Linked DNA regions of Zea mays: region 1 is linked to region 2. The links are chromatin contacts, called in public Hi-C maps. All regions are on one chromosome and are shown on one strand. The core of a region is the stretch at or near the end of the contact, and the rest is flanking DNA. Distances in the headings are between cores, read along the strand shown. Region 1 holds the start of LOC100281552. Region 2 holds the start of LOC100285519.

Evidence for each region. A called contact is a pair of places that touch in the nucleus more often than the background predicts.
Region 1: a Hi-C map of leaf shows a contact between it and region 2, with 5 times the contacts expected there. The contact joins the promoter of LOC100281552 here to the promoter of LOC100285519 in region 2. A contact is called at or near these places in 2 of 25 Hi-C or Micro-C datasets (endosperm and leaf).

What each region holds. Positions count from the first base shown.
Region 1 is chr1:3,472,811-3,475,714 of Zm-B73-REFERENCE-NAM-5.0, forward strand. LOC100281552 reads left to right here and starts at 1,292. Exons shown (of 7, transcript NM_001154471.1): 1 at 1,292-2,647; 2 at 2,737-2,827. The coding sequence starts at 1,472.
Region 2 is chr1:3,283,943-3,286,934 of Zm-B73-REFERENCE-NAM-5.0, forward strand. LOC100285519 reads right to left here and starts at 1,691. Exons shown (of 3, transcript NM_001147695.1): 1 at 1,570-1,691; 2 at 1,332-1,455; 3 at 32-390. The coding sequence starts at 1,426. The coding sequence ends at 204.

The DNA.
Region 1 (2,904 bases), core at 42-2,541, 190 kb after region 2:
GGGAAAAAAATAATCTGAAATAAGCACCTCCTCACTTGCTTATGGATTATCATAATCCAAGGGGTTAGATTATATAATCTGGGCAAATAAGCTGGACTGTTTGTTTGCCTCTTAGGATTATTTAATCCAGATTATATAATCTGGGGGGTAAACAAACAGGCCCTAACGAAAGCTACTGTTTCTTTTTTTTTCCCTTTTTGTGGACCAGCAGCTTACCATTGAGGGACCTTCAGTTTGTTCATTTTCTTTTCCGGCTCAAAACAAACGGAACACAGTTCGTCGTTGCTTCCAAAATAAAAAGGTGGTTTAATAATTATTTTTGATTGGTTTGCGCCTTGACACTCCTATAGCAAACAACAATAGCGTCCATGACAGAGACGGGTGACGGGAAGAACAACTATGAGCGTGATCATATATCAAAGAAGAAGAAAAAGATCCAGAGCTCAGAATACATATGCGAGCAGATCCTTCCATTGTTCAAGAATCAAGAACACGCCCCCTTCTGGAATGAACGTTTGAGATGAAAGAAAGGAAAACAGCAAACCGCGACACAGACGAGAAAAGGAAGGCGAACCATGACTATGACAGTATCAATAAGGGTGAGGGAGAATTAGACCTCAGAAACTCCAATGTTTTTTCCCCCCATTGCTAATTAACACTGGTTTCAAGCAGTCCACACCATCTTAGAAGTCACCACCGCATGCTCTATTCGCGCAGGCTTGTCCGGTGCGCAAAAAGAAACAACCAAGTGGTGGCGCGCGCAAGTCAAAAACTGGCATGATGCGCGTATACAAGAAAACGCTGAATTTTGGTTCCATTCAAGGTCTAGCTAGAACTCGCGATGATTATGGTAATAGTTGCTCCCAGTCCGGACAGCCGTAGAGAGGGTCAGGTGAATTTGTCAGCAGAAGCGTTGCCAACAACGGAAAATGTAGCGTGTACCCGACGAGCCTTTGCGCTGTAGAGCATGTCAAAACGAGATCCGTGGACGGGGCGAGCAATTCCAGTCGTCTTCCTCGGCCCTCGTCGCGGCTTTGCCCTCCCCTTCCTGTCCCTCCCTGGCGAGCCTCCAAATCCTCCTGCCCCCAACCGATCCCAGAGTTCGCGGTCCCCCCCCATCCATCCCACTCCCACCATCATCACCCATCCGCCATCGCCCGGCCCCGCCTCTCTCTCTCTCCTCCGTCCCCCTCGTCGTCCTCTGCTTTTTATTACTCTTCTCCACTCATTAGCTTTTGGTTGTTGTTGGTTGGTTCCCTTCTTGCGAGTTGCGAGAACCCACCCCACCCCCAAGGCGACGACACACACACAGAGAGAGGCAAGGGACGGAGAGGGCGAGGACGCCAGCCGCAGTGGGCGCGCCACAAGCGGAGCGGGGGGCGCACGCACGCACGCGACTCTCCCGAGATCCAAGACCCGCGAGATCCGCTTGCCCTCGTCGCCAGCCAGAGCCCGGAGCGGATACGTGTCCATGGCGGCCGGAGAGGAGCAAGAAGAGTTCTTTGACTCCAGGGAGGTGCTGTCGCCGGCGTCCGTCTCGTCGTCGCCGTCGAGTTCCGGTCGCCACGACGACGGCGGGTGGCTCTTCGCCCAGCAGCTGCTCGAGGTCTGGGTCCGGGACCCGGGCAGCGTCCACGAGCGCCGCCAGAGGTTCGTCAAGTCCCTGGGCCTCATGGATCCGAGCCCCCACGGCGCGCGGCCCGGCGAGGAGACGTGCTCGAGGCCTGAGGCCAGAGAAGAAATCCTACCGGCAAGCCCCAGCACCGAGCTGTTCTCGGCCGTCCCTACCTTTGCGAGCATGGGAGGGGAGCCGACAGCCTCCGGCGGCGACGGCGCTGGCACGGAAGAGGAGCCGGAGTGCGTGTTCAAGAACCTGGACGATGGCACAGTGTTCGTGGTCGACGAGATGGGAAAGGACGGGAGCTTCCGGAGCCTCAGGGAGAGGCTCTCCAACCGGACAGTAACAGCTGCAGAATTCGAGCAGGCCTTTGGCTCATCACCTTTCATCCGTGAGCTGATGAGGAGGGTGGACGATTCCGACGAACCCTCCACCCCGGAGAAGACTGTGCTGAGGAGAAGGAGGCGGCGGCGGATTGGGTGGCTACGAAGGCTGGGCATCGGTGTCTGTGTTGTCGACGCCGACGCAGAGGAGGAAGACGATGAGGTCAATTCGACATCATCCACTTCTTCCCGGGGTTGCTCTAGGAAGGTTGATAGGGTCAAGGTGAGACCTTACAAGAAGCGGTCAAAGGAATTATCTGCAGTGTACAAGGGCCAAGTCATCAAGGCACATGAAGGTGCTATTGTGACCATGAAGTTCAGCTCCGATGGCCAGTTGCTGGCTACTGGAGGTGAGGATGGGGTTGTCCGCGTTTGGCGGGTGGTGGAAGGCAAGAGGCCTGATGACCGTCATTTTGTTGACGATGATCCTTCATGTGTGTTCTTCACTGTCAATGAAAATTCTGAATTGGCTCCCATCAATTCCTGCGAAGGGGGTAAGGGCAAGCACAATAACAGCTCAAAGGTGGCTACTGATCCAGCTTGTGTTGTGATTCCTCACCAGACCTTTGCGCTATCCGAGGACCCTGTGCATGAATTCCGTGGGCACCATGATGCCATCTTGGATCTTTCATGGTCAAAAAATAGGGTCAGTTGAAGTTAAACTGTGTGTGCCTATGTACCTGTTGCCTGCGCCTGTTTTGGTCATCTAACTTCTACTCGCTTTTATTTATGCAGGAATTGCTTTCTGCGTCCAAGGACAAAACTGTTCGATTATGGAAAGTTGGGTGCGATAGCTGCCTGAAGGTTTTCTCCCATAATAACTATGGTAAACCACCTTCTCTTCCCTGTTTACTGCTTGATTACACTGTTTGGCTCTTTACCATTCGATGCTGACATGTTTGT
Region 2 (2,992 bases), core at 441-2,940:
TGACACAAGTATGAAACGAAATACAACACTTCTCAAGGCAGTTTTTATTCAATCTGACACCCAGCGTTCGGCTCTAAAACGCATATATCTCAGGCAGGGGAAGTGCTGAAATCCTTTTGTCGGCTACAAATCTGTGCCAGCGAAAGCCAGAAACCTGGCGGCGGGCGCGCAACGAGAGCAGCCAGCCAGCGGCAGCGTGTTTCTTAGTCCGGCGTGGCCACACCCTGGTTAAGCTCGGCGAACCTCATGCCGACCCTCATGGAGTGCTTCAGGAACTTCTCCGCGCACCGGCGGACGCACGACTCCTCTTGCTTGTCCAGGTTCTTGCGCCGGAACGTGTCCACGCAGTCCGTGAAGCACCTCTCCACCAGCGAATTGTACATTCTCAGGCTGCGCACAGTGATACAAGCAGAGACGTGATCATTCAATAATTTCTCACGCTTTTTAAGCAACAAGATAACAACACTTGCATTTCTGGCTCCAGTATCTGTGCCTTGACCAAAAGTCAGCACTTTTTAGGTATCTAAAAAATGCTGTAAAACCAATCAATGAGCAGTTTTGGGTGCAGCAGTTGCGAATCACTGATAAAAAGGTTTTTGGTTTGGGACTAGAATCACCAACCAACAAATCCAATGTGTCAGAACTTCACATACATAATACACAAAGCACACATCCCTGACAAAACGGAACCGACAGAGAGAAGCCTTGGAACTATCAACTCCGACTCACATGGATACACGATACTTGTTTACAACCAGAGTCACTAAAAGGGCTAGCAAGCAATTGGAATTTTCGAGTCTATAAACTCTGGACACCAATTCACCTGACAGTATGGCAGCTTCTGAATCTAATGGAAGCAGTTGGCCTCCATAGGACTAACCTTCCCATTCCCACCCAAGGTTGTTCATTCGGATAATGCTGGGACAAACTAAAGTATCTATCTATCTATCACTGAGCAGCTTGCCATACACAGCCTCTACCTAAGAAACCAATGCTTACATTCCAATCGACAAAGGAAATAGGCAGAGCATATACTCATTCGCACGGTTTGGGACGTACAAGGTGCAAGCTGCTAAAATCGCATAGATCTAGTGGATACCTATCGAAACGCTTCTGTTGCAATGCATCGTACAAGTGTGCCAATCACTTGCGAATTTCAATACTTTTCACTGAAAACCTACGGTAGGTGAGCACCACGATCAACTCGCCAAGGCACTCCCCAGATGCCAATTCACGCTCCCTGCTCTTATTACACGCGTGTAACACAGGGGCGCGTTTCGTTTCAACTCAACCGAGACTAGACTAGACGGATGCGTTGGTATGGCACGAACCTGTCGCGGATCTGGAGCTGGTCGATCATGGCGGCCATCCGCATCTTGTCCTCCTCGGGGAGGCCGTCCAGGTCGCCGAGCATGCTCTTGTCCATGGCCGCCGCCGCCGCTACGGATCCAGCACCTAAACAGCCGCCACGGATCTTAGCAGATGTTACGAACAACCCCTCTGAAACTCGTCGAGAGCCGAGATCCACACCGGGAGAAGCAGGTAAGGAGAAGAATCAGTCAGATTTACCTGGCTAGCAACGACGATCCGAACCAGACAAGGGAGAGGGACAGGACTTGGCCGGCGGCGGCTTGCGAGGACAGAGGGGTGAGTCGGAGAGATGGTGACGAGAGCAGCGGTAGGGTTTAACGGCGGCAACCGCTCGGTGCAGGTGGGCCGTGTGGGTTAGATACTGGTGTTTGGCTCGAATAACTGGTTAGTGTCACACAAATATTTAAAAACTAAATATCAATATTAAATATAGTATAATTATAAAATTAATTATCTAAATAAAGAGTAAATATGGAGACATTTTTTAAGCTTAATCAATGATTAATTAATCATCATATAGGTGAATCGTGAAGTAGTTATATTTAATAAATTTGTATCCGTGTATTAATTTTGTAATTAAATTATATTTAATATTTCTAACTAGCATATAATTATTCGATGTGATCGAGACTAAAATTTAGCAATGAGACCCAAACAAATATATGTTGTGTTTTGTAATATATTTGTTTTACGCGTGATATCAAATATATATATATATATATATATATATATATATATATATATATATATATATATATATATATATATATATATATATATATATATATATATATATATATATATATATACACGATGGTAGAGTGGGTGTCCACCTTTTGGTGAAGCACGCGCCACGCCCCGTCCCGCCCGACATCATCAGTGTCTCCCGCAATCCCCGCTCTCTACCGCAATCCCCGCCCAGCCATCACACTGACGCGTCGTCGATGTCTATCCTCCTCGCCTTGCGTCCGCCACCTCCTCCTCGTGCGCCCGCGCCGTCAATGGAAGGTCCGCCACCTCACCTCCTCCCATCCCAAACCCGCGCGGATCTCGCAGGCTGTTGCTGCTGAACAACCTTCAATCGACATGGACGCCACCACAGAGGTCGAGTTGTGGGAGAACGAGTTCTAGAGCACACGCCGCACCGAGCTCGTTTGCACCATGGCCCGCTGACCAGCACCTCGCCGCCATGGAGGTGCACAAGTGGTGGTACATCTGTGACATCCTGGCCCGTCCCCTCCCTCCTCCCTCGCGTTGCGCTGCTACCTCGGAGGCGTGAAGCCCCCAAACTCTTTGCTGACCAACCTTGAATCTCGAGGACGAGATTTTTTTAAGGAGGATAGGTTTGTAACGCCCTGAATTTGGGGGTAGAAATTTTCTTTTTCGATACTGAAAGTCGCCTAAAGGGGGGTGAATAGGCGAAATCTGAAAATTATAAACTTAATCACATACTACAAATCAGGGTTAGCGTTAGAAATGAATTCGAGTCCGAAAGAGAGGGGAAAACAAATCAACCAAGAAATAAAGCAGATGAACACGATGATTTATTTTACCGAGGTTCGGTTCTATTGAACCTAGTCCCCGTTGAGGTGGTCACAAAGACTGGGTCTCTTTCAACCAT